Linked DNA regions of Mus musculus: region 1 is linked to region 2. A link is a contact called in public HiChIP or PLAC-seq data. All regions are on one chromosome and are shown on one strand. Each heading gives the region's core, a stretch centred on a gene start, on an enhancer-like site or on the middle of the called end of the contact. The rest is flanking DNA. Distances are from core to core; before and after follow the strand shown.

What was found. HiChIP or PLAC-seq counts read pairs in DNA pulled down with a chosen protein or histone mark.
Region 1: an HNF4G HiChIP or PLAC-seq map of pancreatic cancer cells shows a contact between it and region 2. The contact joins the promoter of Tead4 here to the enhancer-like site in region 2. A contact is called at or near these places in 13 of 39 promoter capture datasets (the 3T3-L1 cell line, 3T3-L1-derived adipocytes, cranial neural crest and 7 more), 1 of 15 datasets of contacts at CTCF or cohesin (embryonic stem cells), 39 of 484 Hi-C or Micro-C datasets (the C2C12 cell line, the HL-1 cell line, the HPC-7 cell line and 17 more), 4 of 115 datasets of contacts at active chromatin or transcription factors (astrocytes, embryonic forebrain, pancreatic cancer cells and 1 more) and 2 of 9 other capture datasets (adipose tissue and embryonic stem cells).

The regions. Positions count from the first base shown.
Region 1 is chr6:128,298,950-128,302,418 of GRCm38.p6, reverse strand. Tead4 (TEA domain family member 4) reads left to right here and starts at 1,606. Exons shown (of 12, transcript NM_011567.2): 1 at 1,606-2,124.
Region 2 is chr6:127,972,923-127,976,133 of GRCm38.p6, reverse strand. All of the region lies in intron 1 of Tspan9 (tetraspanin 9), which reads left to right. Among named protein-coding and RNA genes, the nearest start is that of Gm15870, 30 kb to the right of the region's middle. Within about 2 kb of position 1,938, at least 47 of the 459 cell types and tissues checked have an H3K27ac peak or open chromatin away from gene starts, as enhancers often do. A contact at or near this core is called in the C2C12 cell line, the HL-1 cell line, astrocytes and 6 more, where this site is marked.

The DNA.
Region 1 (3,469 bases), core at 357-2,856, 330 kb before region 2:
AGAGGGTCTAATGATAGAATCAAGAAAGTGAGTCCTGAGTCTGCGTGGCCTTGATGACGGCCACATCTTCAGTATAGCTTGTATGAGCCTCACAGTCTGGGGCTCACCTCTCTTAGTCTTTGGTTCATGCTGGTTTTCAGGTCCTGCTGTCGTTTCACATGTGGACCCCCACTGGTGTGTAGCACCTACTAGCTCTTATTTTCACACCAAACCTTCCTGAAACAGCGGTTGGTGAACTCAGGTTTCCATCAAGAGCTGGATCAAGGTCACCCCGCAGACCTGGTAGCAGAGACCTGTAATGGAATTCCAGCTATTCCTAAGGCTGAGGCCAGAGCAGCTGAGAGAGTTCAAGGTCAGCCTGATTAACTCAGTAGACTCAGTCTCAGAAACCAAAAGGAATCAAGGCTGGGGCCATAGCACACTGGTAGAGCATTGCCTAGCACACACAGGGAGTAGACATTAAACTGGGGAAAGTCACCCCAGTGCCTTGAATTAATTCTGTTGGTTTTGTTCTCAAATTCATGTGGATTTGCAATAATGAACTACTGTCTGGCTTCGACAGTGAACCTCTTGAAGGCAGGGGTCTGTTTCTGCACTGAGCTTGGTACCAGGTTCAATGAAGGAGTGTCCAATTAAGTGGTGGGACAGTCTGTACTTCACGCTCACAGATACGCTTGCTGCCTTGCAATGTTCTTTTCATGTGAATGGGATGTGACCAGGCTTTGTTATGACTCACCATTTAATAAGCTCACCAGAAGTTATACATCCAAATGAGGGCTGCATCCTTCAAAGTCCTCGCTTTGCGAGGCTGGATAGATACTCAGTCCCGTGGTGATGCTGGCATTTCCGTGGACTCTTTAGATCGCCTCTCTCGGTCACAACCCTGACATTTATAATACTTTCTTTCAGCGTCTCCCCGTGCTACCCTACCCTCATGTAGTATGTGTATCTCCATCTTGCGTTGTTAGCGTTGAGCAAACGATAAGATAATTCTGGAGATTTACTGCTGGCCCGAGTTTGTTTCACCAGCTCTGGCTGGGAGAGCCACACCAATAAAAGCTTAATGCTAGTGCTTCAGAGATTGTTTGATTTTGGGGAATAGTGAAGGCTTTTCTTTGATTTTAAGTTTCTCAAAGTGACAAGGTGAATGCGGGAGCTAGGTAGTAACTGATTTAAGCCAAATGGTTCTAAAGACTCGCAGCCCGAGCTCACGTGTTTCTCCTAAATTGATCTGGCACCCTTCTTTAAAACTCAGACTTCTAACTTCATGGCGACTCTGTCCTGTACCTTGGGTAACCAGCTAAGTTCCAGCTCTCTATGAACCACTGCTGGGACCTAATCTTTATTATTTCTCCCAGCATCCGGTAGACCCATGACTGGTCTCTCCTTTCCTGCTCTTTGAGAAGTGACAGTTCTGCAGATCCCAAGGGACAAGGAAAGAACTGAAAGACTGATGTTGGGGAGGGCTGGCGAGGGAAAGCGGTGGCGGATCTGGGAGCAGAGCCGGGAGTTCCTGCTTCCTGCTCCCGGAGCGAGTGTCCTCCGTAGCAGCCTCGGGGAAGGGAACAGCCCTTCCTGCTCCTGTCCGCGTACTCCAGGAGCGCAGCGAGGCGCGCCCCACCCCGGCGGAGGGGACGGTTTTCGGCTGGAGGTGGTGGAGAGACAGTTAGGACTCAACGCAACCCGGGGGTGTGGGGAGCTGGATGAGAGCGGGAAATCGGTAGATCAGAGTCAAGGGGTGTGGGTGCGAGCGGCGAGAGGCGCCGAGGGGTCCGCGGGGTTCCCGGGTGTCTCCGCCGTGTCCTGTCCCGTGGCCGCCCGCGGTTCCCGGGCTCCGCCCAGCCGTGGAGCCCAGCCTCTCTCTGGCCCGGTCTCCTCCCAAAGGTGCGGGTGGCAGCGCCACTCCCTCCGCTCCCTCCCCAGCCGCGCGCGTCTCATTCCAGCGCCCATTCCGTGCATTCCTGCCGGGCTCCTCTGCAAACTCCAGTCCCGGGGGTGGGGACCGGCCTCAGCTACGCGCTCGGGGCCCCGCAGCGGTCGCCGCGGCTGGAAGACTTGGCGCCCCGCGTGGACCTGCCGCAGCCGGCCGAGCTCTCCCACCCCGCCTCCCGAACCCTGGGACCGGTAAGGCTGCTGAGTTCGGAGGACACCCGCGTCCCGCGTGGTCCCGGGCAACACTAGGGGGCCAGTGGGGCACGTGCGGGCGGTGGAGTCTAGGGGCTGGACAGAGCAGGGTCGCTCGGCTGAAGTTGAGACTAACGAGCCTCAGCCAGGCCCTTTTCTACTTTTCTGCCTGGAGAAGAGAGCCCATAAGGGAGGTGTATTGCCTGGACCTTGTGCAGAGGTCCCCAGGGTTTGAGACGCCGTTGCTCCCCACGGTGAGAAGTGATGGGAGTGATGGACCGGAGTTCCCAAACTCCAAGGCACTATACTCTAGCAGGCAGCCCAGGGGCGCGCGCCGCGGTGCACACACGTGTCAGGGGGCTCCAGGCACACCCACACTCCGTCCGATTCAGTGAGTGAGTTCAAAGATAGGTATTACTGCGCCAGCATCCTTAAGTTTTGGGTGTTCCCGAGGAAGAGATATCTGTGCGCAGTGACTCACCTTGCTTCCAGGAGGAGGATTTGTTTGTGCTAAACGCGACCCTGTGTGCATCGCTACTTGAAGAAGGTGCTTGTCTGAAATCCCGAGTGTCGGAGTGGGCGTGGGTGTGCGATGCCTCCTCTCCAGGACTCTCCTCTCCAAGTCCTCGCTCTGAGGATGTTGGTTCTGGCTCTGACTTCTTCCTGAAGAACCGCGGCAGGGGACAATGTCTCCAAGTTCTTTGTGTTCAGGGAGAATTTGACAGTAGTAGTTGGAGGTGCCCCTCTTGCCATCCCTGCTGGGTTGAGCATTGCTGGCAGGAAGCTGCCTACACCTGCCCCCTTCCAGGCAGCTGTCTCTGTGAGGGAGTGTGGATCCTGTTCTGGCAAAATCCTTAGGGAACTGCTGGTAGGCTAAGCAAAGCTGAGATCTTTGTTTGCCCTTAGGGGCTAGGATGGTCATGTTTATGGGGGTGGACCCCCTAAAAGGAGAAGAGCTTGTTAGGTTGTTTCCTTTTGAGACAGAAGTTTCCTGCAGTTTAGGCTGGCATGATACGTCCACCTTAGTAAGAGGTGGCTTTCATTCTCCTGCCACTTTTTTTTTTTTTCCTGAGACAGAAGCAAAAGACCAAGGAGGCCTTGAACTCACAGCAGTCTCACCTCAGCCTTCTAAGTGCTGGGATGACAGGTCGGATTTACCAGGCTTAGTTGACCACTTTGGATACTATTTGTTGAGTGGTTGGTAGTGTTTCTAAGTTGTCTTCAAGGACAGGGGAGTCAGTGCTACCTGTGGGAACCTTGAAGCAATGAGGGGGAGACAATCTCTCATTCCTCAATAGCCAGGGTCTTGCTCTGGAACCCAGACTGGGTCCAAACTGGATGATCC
Region 2 (3,211 bases), core at 689-3,188:
AAGCACTTCCCCCGTTGCCTATCATGAAGCACACATGGGAACAGAGCAGAAATGCTGGTGTCTTCAGTGTCTTTTTCCCTAGGTTTAGAAAGCTCTGGCAAGTGCTGGAGTCCCCAGGGCTGCCCACTTCGCAGTGACCTTGGAATGGAGATGGCACCTTGACTGTGGTTCCAGTCTGCATCCGCAGCTCTTCCCTGCTGTAAAAGCTTGGGGATATGTGGCCCCAGGGTACAGATGAGTACTGGTGAGAGCTACTGACTCCTCCCCCCCCCCCCCCCCCCCCCCCGGCCCACCTCAGCATGAAACACTAGCCTAGCACTAGGTCCATGGCCAGGTAGGTTACTGGATTTGGGGTGGCCTGAGGCACCATGCTGTTAACTGCCGAACAAGCCTGGGGAGGGTGGGGAGTAGGCATTCCAGAGGTCACGGAGTTCCCTTCTACCAAAGGACCATTTTTAGTCCAGTGCACTGGTTCAGGAGGCAGAGAGCTGGAGTGCTTGCCTGGTATCAGCATTCCTCTTGGGGCTTTTTCCTGGGCCTGCCCTGTATGTGTTAGCCCATGATCTCCTGTGCATTCCAAGCTGCAGGGACAACAATCCGAGGAACAATTGTGTGCCTGTCGAGTGAAGCTTTCAGTCTGGGGACTCAGACCCTGACTCTTGCTGCCAAGAACCAGCGGGAACTGGTTGGATTGGTGAAAACCGGGGAACACAGAGTCATACAAGTATGCCCTGGTATACCTTCTCCCTGACACCTGCCGAGCCCCATCTCACCTGAAGCCGGTGGCTACCAGGCTAGGCAGAGCTCTTGGCCTAGAAGGTGCCTGATTGGGAAGAAAGCGCGCTTCTGCCAGGGTGCACCAGTGTGGGAGGGGCAGCAGTAGTAATCAATGTTTATGGACTGTTGAGTGATCGCTCTCCCTATACACGGCTGGCAGGTGCTCTGTGTCATCTGGGGCTCTTTGCCGTCCCAGCCACACATCATCTTGTGGCCCTTCTGGGAGCCGATCCTCAAGCTTTTTGCTTTCGGGGCACGGGCACCCTTGGGGGCAGGTGTGACACCCCCACCCATCTTAGTGCCACATGGGACACTACAGCCCATTTCAACAGGTGGAGAGACACTAGCTTCTGAGAAAGCTGATGGGCCTGGGAAGGGTGTGCATCAGGGGAGCCTCCCTGAGCAGGCGCCCTTTCCTCCTGGGGGTAGTGAGCCTGTCTTTAAGGGCTGTGTTGGAACAACACAGGGTAGGTGGCAAACAGTCCTTGCCCTTTGCTCTCTAGGACCGGCATCTTCCTGCACCCTTCAGTGAAGCCCAGGACAGATCCAGATTGAATCTGCTCACCCTTGAACCCTACCAACCCCATGTAGAGAGCAAGGCACTGATTCCATATGCCAAAGCCAGACCCCAGCGTCCCATCAGATGAGTCATACTCCAACAAAGGCACCAGGACCCTCCCAGAGACAAGAGGACAGCAAGCCCCGAGTGCCACCGCACACACACACACACACACCAAGCACAGTATTCTTAGTGTCTGTACAGAACTAGCCCATGCTGGAATCATCAAAATGTAACTGGGTTGTAGGTTGCAGGTGCCTTATGCAATGTTTATTTGGAGGAAAATTAGGCTTAGAAATATGGGTGTGATCTCCCTGTCACCCCTGAGCTGGGGACTGTGGAGTGGAGCTGTGAAGAAATTGGAGCTTGTGAGGAGAACAACATCCAGTGAAGAATGGCCAAGGAGTGGTCCTATTCAGTTTGAAATTCTGCACACACTCAACAGGCAGCCAAGCTGCCGAGGCCACCAGTCAAACCAATGGCGCTTACAACGGGCTGTGCCCATGCGAGAAGTGCAGAGCTCAGCTCCGAGGGTGGGAGGGGAGCAGTGCCCGTTCCCTCCAGCTAGAGTGACTTTCACTGTGAGACAGATGAGCAGCAGAGGGTGACTCAGAGGTGAAGGATGTAAAAGCCCTTTCCTAGGCCAGGAGACTTGGGAGAGAGCGTTGCTAAGTACACATGCTCAAATATTTAAAGGCCTGTCACACTCGTTCCTGGTGAGCCTCTCGGAAATGAGGACTGATGCATGTTAGCCACAGGGAAGTGGGATCTACAGTTAATAGACTCCTTCCCTGGAGTTATATGGAGGGAACTGGAATGCAGACTGCAGGCAAATGCTCAGATCAGATGTAGGGGGGCGCTTCATGGCTGCCTCCCCTCTGGCCCTAGCAAATCTCTGCAGCCACCATCCTCCTGCTGGCTGGGTGACTTTGGCAGAAGACTCTGCCTTTGTCCTTTCTTTTCCATGGGTATGGAGTTGGAAACGTGCTCCCCGGCTCCCCTCCTCACCAGCCAGCAGCCCGTCTGCCTCTCTTTATGGCTATGAGAATGAATGAGCTGCAGAGAAAGAGGGCCGCTTGCAATACAAAGTAGTAGCCCCTCTCCCACCCTGGTGAGTGGAGCGAATCCTCTCTGCTCCCCACTGCAAAGTTCTTAGCAGGTTGTCCTCTTTCAGGGCCAGGCAGGGCTCTTAAAAGGAGCCAGTGTGTCAGGTGGTGCAATTAAAATTGTCAGGATTGTCTCTCTTTTTTGCCTTATCTGCTAATTTATTAACTGCCATTATGTCTTGGGCACTGGGAGCCCTCGTGTTCCCATGTCTCCTGCTGTCCAAGAGGGGTTTCAGAGGCCCGGGGATGGTGTAGCGCTGCTGCTGGAATCTACACTCAGAGACCATGTCTGCAGCAGCTCTCTTCAGGTATAGGAGGTAGTGAGGCTGAAAAGGCCAGTGGTGTGCAGGGCTGTGTGCTAGGCTGGGAACACCATGTTAGGAGTTCCTGACGGGGTACTGGGGCTTCCAGGAGTGGAGAGGCCAGGGTTTAGAGGGAGCTTCTTTCTTGAGTGGGAATGTGGATGTGCATGTGCCCCCGTTCCTGAGCTCGCCCACCCACTCAACCCCCTACCCACCCACCTACCCACCAGTCGCTGAAGAAACATTCAGTGTTCCAAGTATTTTCTGGGTCCGGTGGTGGAAGGACAATGGAAGAGCACGAGTCTGATCCTCAAAAGGAGCTGTTTTTTTTTTTTTTTTTTTTTTTTTTTACGACAGAAGCCTTGGGAGGGGGCTAGCATGAACTCATGACCACGCCCTGGATCAGTCCACTCTGGGAGGGCCCATCTTTCCCCTTGTGAAGGGCTGGGTGGGTGGAGGTGATATGG